Regions from separate parts of the Drosophila melanogaster genome. Here region 2 is linked to region 1. The links are chromatin contacts, called in public Hi-C maps. All regions are on one chromosome and are shown on one strand. Each heading gives the region's core, a stretch centred on a gene start, on an enhancer-like site or on the middle of the called end of the contact. The rest is flanking DNA. Distances are from core to core; before and after follow the strand shown. Region 1 holds the start of amn (amnesiac). Region 2 holds the start of RhoGAP19D (Rho GTPase activating protein at 19D).

What was found. Hi-C and Micro-C count contacts between places; a contact is called where the count stands out from the background.
Region 2: a Hi-C map of the Kc167 cell line shows a contact between it and region 1, with 2.1 times the contacts expected there. The contact joins the promoter of RhoGAP19D here to the promoter of amn in region 1. A contact is called at or near these places in 1 of 107 Hi-C or Micro-C datasets (the Kc167 cell line) and 1 of 6 datasets of contacts at active chromatin or transcription factors (the Kc167 cell line).

The regions. Positions count from the first base shown.
Region 1 is chrX:19,888,119-19,891,527 of dm6, reverse strand. amn (amnesiac) reads left to right here and starts at 1,468. Exons shown (of 1, transcript NM_078692.2): 1 at 1,468-3,409. The region is part of intron 4 of Hers (Histone gene-specific Epigenetic Repressor in late S phase); the gene reads right to left.
Region 2 is chrX:20,508,739-20,512,350 of dm6, reverse strand. It overlaps RhoGAP19D (Rho GTPase activating protein at 19D), which reads left to right and starts at 1,657. Exons shown (of 15, transcript NM_001298567.1): 1 at 1,657-1,832; 2 at 2,884-2,985. CG1812 reads right to left here and starts at 807. Exons shown (of 4, transcript NM_134553.3): 1 at 264-807. The coding sequence starts at 443.

The DNA.
Region 1 (3,409 bases), core at 219-2,718:
AGTGAAATAGATAAGGGATATGACCGTGTATCTAATCTAATCCGCACATTTAAAACCAAACTTCCTGTCACATATTAAAACAAGATGGTACGAAGTCTTTTTTTTTTTTTTTTTTGAAAACAAATTTATCCGACGTAAGAAAATAATGGTCAATGGTTCAAGCGTTGGATTTGTAAGATCCGCATGGCTAGTTATGATAGTATTTTTATACTTTTGGTGATTTTTGATTGCAAAAGCAATGCTTTCTTCTGGTATCCCGCTGAATCCCAATAGTAAGATTCGAATAGATAATACTGCCGTATTTGTATCTTTGCCGTGTTTTATAGCTATATAGAGTTGACGCGTGCTAACTGCCCCTATATGGTGGTCCCAGTTCCCCAAACCCCTCGATTATCCAATGGCCGACATTCAATTGCGCAGCGCGGCGGCAGAGAACTACAGTTAATTGCATTTACAATATTGCCACAGTTAGGTCGATTCTTTATGGTTTGTATAGATTGTATGGGTTTTAGGAGAATGCGAATCTTTTGTGGGACGGAGAGGGGCGGTGCAGCAAGCATGTTCGTTTAACGATCTCCCCAGCTCATGTTTATTTATGAGTTGCCAATCGAATCAATTTCATTCGACTCGACTTGACTCGGACTTGACTTGAATCGCTTTCAACTGTTGTTGTGCAGCTGCAAAATGCAAATTTTGGACAAAATCCATGGTACGTACACATATATACATATGGATATATGAACGTCTGTATGTTGTGCACCTGTGTTCAAGTTAAACGTAGTGCCGTCCTCTCCTTTTAATTATTAAGTAATATACATAAGTGTATAGATCATATCGTCTAATATGCAGAAAAGTCCAATCGAACGGATGAAAGGAACCTATCAGCTTTAACATCCTTTCTATGTACGTATGTACATATGTATGTACACATACCTCAATTATATCCTGTACTGCATATGCACCAACAATTGTGAAGCATTGAAGCATACATAATACATACATATATTTCATATATATTACAAAGCTGTTGCTACTGATCAGAAACTCGTCTATTATAATGCCACAAACACACCCCTTTACCTGTTGCACGCGTTTTCCCAAAGACAATATACCCCTTTTCTGAGCGACTAATTGAAATAGTCCAGTACGAACCCTTATTTTGACAACAGCTGCACGAGTGGCTGCATACGATATATATATATGTATGTATGTATGTGTGTACATATATGTACATGTACTGATATGTGGTATGGATTGGGTTCCCATAGATGGCATGGCTTGGCATGGCATGCAGGTCTAGGGCAGTGCCAAAACCGACGACGAAAGCAACTATCAAATGCCGTTCAAGGCCGTTTGAAATTGCGTGGCAGGCAGAACAAGTTCCACACATCGGTGTGTGTGTGTGTGTGTGTGTGTGTATTGTTATTAACCAGCTGATGTGCGTCCGCGTGTGTGTGGAAGTCTTCGGAAGGGGTGCGCACATCCTAAGTGCGCAAAAGCCATGATTGCAAGCTTTTCGGACTCGGAAAAACAATACAATACCAACGGCAGATTTGGTCATTCAGGCAGGCAAATTGTCAAATAACTAACGGTTACTTTAGTGCTCATTAATGTTTTTATGTGCTTTAATAGATACGCTACTATTTTAGTTATTTCCCCAATGCAATACGTTAAGATACTCATCTACTAAGAGACGAATTTTTATTTACCCATTAATAATAACGGATGATTCGGAAATCGCATACGAAAACGCCTTAGTTGTATATTTACTCCTTTTTCTACCCTTACTACCGTATACGTAATAACAATAATGAGCCAGAGACGATTGGTGGCTAAGTATGTACACTGGCGAAAATACCTTTCAGCAAGCATAACCATAGCTTCCTTTTTACAGGATCCAGATAAAACGCGCAGATAAAAATGTTAGGCAGTGACATCTGTTGCAGATGAAAAGGATTAAGAACTACAGATTCAAAAGGCTGCTCCTTTTCTTTCAGTGTGAGAGAGGGAGAGAGAGAGAGAGGGTTTAGGTGGAGGCAAGTCGGCAGGGGAGCAGGAAGCATGAAATTGAGAGAAAATAAGGATAAACAAGCCGAAGGATATGGGACGGCACTGTTGCTTCGCAAGTGTGTGTGTGCACGTCCTGACCGCGTGCACACACACGCCGTGTGGCCGTGTATAAGTGTGCGAGCGAGAGGGGGCGATCGATGGTGTGAGTGACTGGCAATAGCCGCCGCGTCTTATTGACATTAAAACCGCTGCTGCTGCCGCCGCCGCCGTCGCCAGTCGACTTCACATATACCCGCTCTCTCGAGTCCCTCCCCATACCATTCCATACCATCCCATCCCTACCATTCATCCTGGCTCGTTCTTCTTCCTCTTTTATTTTTAAATAACACCCGGCGCAGATGCTAAACAAGACGCCAGAAATTAAAGTGCAAAGGTGTGTGCTGCAGCAACAACAGCAACAACAGCAACAACAACAGCGTCCTCGACAGAAGGACGATACTTTGGCGTTGTACTTAGCGTCAACCGAAGAATACGAAGACAAGGACCGCGAACAATGTGGGATCAAGGATCTAAGCAGATATATATGTATGTATGCACATATACCAAATGTTCCGAGCGTCCACATGGTGCGGATTTAATCACGCACACACATTGGCATTCATGAAAGGATATCGGATATGTATAGAGTATCAAACGGAACCGCTGCGCAAGATGGAAAACAGATTTGATCGCTAATCAAGTAAATAGATGATACATATCATTGTCAAACTTGAAATTAAATGAATCAAAAGTACTGAACATCCTGAATCAAGCAAATGACATATGGCATCCTATGTGAAAAAATAATATAAAGGATCTCTTAGTGATCTCATTCAAGATTAGCCAACTATCTCCTCGTGATATTATAAAATATTTACGACTCACTCATATCTACTGATTCATGCACTCCTTTGCTAAGAGAGTTATTTATAGGAACTGTGATCTAAGAAGGAAAACTGGTGGAAACAATATGGGCTTTTTCGGAATCTATTTTAGGTCACTTGTTAATATTGTTCCATTGCATATTTAATCCATATGAATTTGGTCTGTGGTTTCTGATTATCAATTTTCAAAGCCCTAATTGCAGTTGAAAAACCGCAGTGGAAAAACACATTTCAATTCGATTTGAAATGAAGTTCATGGAATAACCGAAACGTAGTTTAAATTTTAATTAAAATTTTAATACAGTTTGTCAAGTATTTTCGTTCCAAATCAAATTTGTTTAGGTTTACAAGCGTAATTTTTATTGTTTACCAACGTGATAGATGTACAATAAAAATATATAAACGATCTAGACCCAAGCAATTGCATTAAAAACTTGACAAGCTGTATGTACATCTACATTATTTTCGAGTAAAAT
Region 2 (3,612 bases), core at 408-2,907, 620 kb before region 1:
TGTCGTAACTAACCTAGCCTAATCACAACCAAGTTGCTCTGAAAGATAATCTATGCATACTTGCTATGCGCACTCTGGGAGCCAAACTTGTGCAACCCAACTTCATCCGCCTTCGCCGATGTGCCGTGTCCATGAGGCTAGACGTAACCGCTCGTAGCTCAGCTGATCCCACAGATGTGGCACGATCTCTGAAGCAGATCCACAGATGGGGCTGTTCCATGTAGCTATTGCTCGGATCTATAATGGTGTGGGTGGGGTCCTACCTTGAATCGGTGCTCCTCGACGATCAGAGTGACGTCCGTGAGTTTCTCCTCGTTGCGCAGCTTGTTGAGGCCCCGCAGAAGGGTCTCCTCCTCGGGGGACACGGGATTCACAGGAATTTTGGCCGCAGCCGACGTTGCTGTCGCTGCCGGCGTCACTGCTGGCGCTGGCGTCGCTGCCATGCTGTTCGCTGTACTCTCTCGGAACGGACCAAAGATTAGAGCGGGCTATTAACCTATATATATGTTAACCTATGTGGTCCCAAGGTTGGGGAATCCGTCTGATAAGAAATTCTTGAGATGACCGAGCTTCTGGTGCGCGAGTGCGAGTGCGAGCGAGAGGGCAGCACGTTCTGTTTACACTCGCGGCCAGCTGTCTACAAACCGTTATTTGGCGAACTATGAACCGTTCTACGACAAATATACGCACGAAATTAGCTAAATTATTGCTAAACACTGGCAGAGAAAAAAGTTTCGCGTGCGATTTCTTTGCTTGTTGCTACCTCTTTGCTTCTTTTCCCTCTTGCGACTTTTTACTTTTCGCGTTTTTGACGTTTCTTCTCTTGACGTTTGAACTGCCAAGTCGGCTAGCACCGCTAGTGATGCGCATTTAGCTATCGATTGCGGAGCGCGATCGTTTAAAATTATATTTTCAAATTTCATATATATACCCGTATTCCTGGGTGCTTTTAATTGGGAGACGGGTGAGTATGCAATTTAAAAGGTTTTTATAAGAGAATGCTAGCTTTTGAAGTCAAAAGCTCGCGAATTTCCCCTTTAACATTGATATGGTAGCATTTAAAAATGAAATTGTTAAATTTGCACCAAAATAAGTCTATGTTAGTTACTTAGTTTAGCTTAGTAAGATAGCTTACGTTAACTTTAGGCAGAAATATTAATACTAAAAGAATAATTAATTAATTTCTTTAAAAAAGTCAATCTTATCAGAGACATTGAAGTATTTCACGTTAGGCAGTTGTTTCTTGTTAGAAAATGTTTTTCGGATCCGCAAATAATTTTGATACGAGAAAAGATATCTAATTAAGTATTATATATTATATAAATATATATTTAAATTAATACACTATGATATTAGTGTGGGTGAGTTCAAATACACTCTTAAAAATACGCGTTCCATTCTTGGACCAACATTTATTCAGCGTGCTGTATCTATTCACTGCAAATATTTCAGAATAAAGTGCAGGCTAGCAGGTAAAAAAATTGTATTTAATTTTTTTTCTCACAATATCTATAGTCTCCAGTGTTAACTAATGGCCAAAGTTTCGTCCAGTGGTGATATCGCAGCATAAGCCGATAAGCTGCTGCAAAGTATCGACATACGTCCAGGCATGAAAACATCGATAGCCTGCGTGGCATCGGCCGTATTCCACCTCTACTCGACTGGTCTGGTCACTCGAAAATCACATCGGACGAAATCGAGTGGAAAGCGGAGCAAGTAAAACAAGAAGTAGAGTAAAATACACAACTAATTAATTGTAATTTGGCCGAAAGTGCAGACGGTGCGCGCGCGATCGCTTGATTGTATTGTGAATCATTAGTAATTAAAGCAGCGTAAGTGCTGGCGCAACCACAACAACAAACGTGTGGCGTCAAATTTTTTTTTTGTGAAAAGAAAAAGGCGAAAAGTGTAATAAAAAAGTAAAAAGCAAGCGATGAATGTGTGCAAGGCGTTCCAAAAAATACAAGGATCGATGCAAGGCGAAGAAAAACACACAACGAATTCGGCAAACATTTTGGTTGTTCGCTAGTTAAAGTAATTAGTTTATTGCTCGCCGCCGCCGACGACGCCAAAAACAACAACCACAACAACAGAAGCAACGAAAGAAAGCAACAGTCAAATGGCGAAGAAGAAGCAGAAGCTGAAGCGGCAACAACAATTGGAGTGCAAAATGCAACGTGCATGAAATAAAGATTTTTACTCTGTATTTGTGGTTTTTTTGCACAGGCCCAAATGAAAATTGTCGCGCTGTTTCTTTTTCTTCCTTTCTCTTTCCCGCACTCTGCAACCTTAAAGAAGAAGCAAAAAAGCGGAGCAATTACGAAAGGAAGGAAAAGAAATGAAAAAGAAATGAAGTCGTGTAGGTGTGTGTGAGTGTGTTTTTGTGTGCGGTATGTGCGTGTGTGCGCGCCACATGAGGAAACTGCCAGCAGCGACGCCAACTGCGGCGTCGGCAGCATGTAGAACCCAAAAAATAAAGCAAAACAAAAAAGTCCACAAGAAAAAACATAAAAACACAGTTACGGTTACGATAATAGTATCAATAGCATCGCGTTTACTGACAATTAAAATTTGTTAAAAATAACAAACATTTTAGTATCTTTAAAGTAAAATAATCAATCTTATGTCACGAAAGTAAAAGAGTGCACTCCTTTCTACTTTTCTTGAGTTATCGGTAGTTAACGGTAGAATGCCCTTTGAAGTGCTATTATTTTGACCGTTACTGCTGATTTTTTGGCTGCCACTGACTCACATTTCATTGATAAGAAGAAGAAGGAAAAGAAAAGAGAGGAAAGAATGGGAAAGAATTGAGGAATGTCCTTAAATAAACAAACAATAAATCGCCTTATCAGCTCCACACCGTTTTTGTTGTGTTTTTTCTAGTTTGCAAAATTAAAACGAAATCATAAATATACAAAAAGGAAGCAACAAAAAAGTTTAAAAGAAAATCGTCAGAAAGGGAGAAGAAAATCTTCCTGGTTTTTGGTAAGTATCATAGGCTTTTTGTTTATTTTATAAAAATGTTGTGTAAATCTAAACAGTATAACAATTGAAGAATCGGCACTTTTCGGCCCATTTTGTGCACTCTCTTTATTGCTCTCTTGCTCTGTTCCCATCTTTCACGTCTTCCATTTTCCGTTGTATGCCAGCAGCGAAAGTTGTCTTCCTGCTTTTTAGGTTTTTTTTTTGTTTACGTACCACCAGACTCCCTTCTCTCTTCTACTGGACCTCTTTCTCTCATTTCCTCTCTGCGGAGAATTCTTCTGCAGAATTCACAGAGACAACGCAAGAAATTAGGCGAATAAAAAAATGTGTTCATTCTTAAAACTTCTGAATTATTTTTTATTTTTTGATAAATAAGTGCAATAAATTTTCATTTACAAGAATTGTAGCCCTTAACAGTCAAACGATTGCGTTTGAAGGGATTTAACCTTTTTCGAACTTTAAAACCCCTGTCACATTGAAGAATATTAAAGAATATTAAAAAAAGTAATCAACAGGAATAAATTACTTAATTTCTGAAATTATTCCCAAATTACCGCAGTATTTGCTGGCTATAACGATATTGCCATATAGCGCCCACTTAAAAATTGCAGGATAATTTTCGTGAAA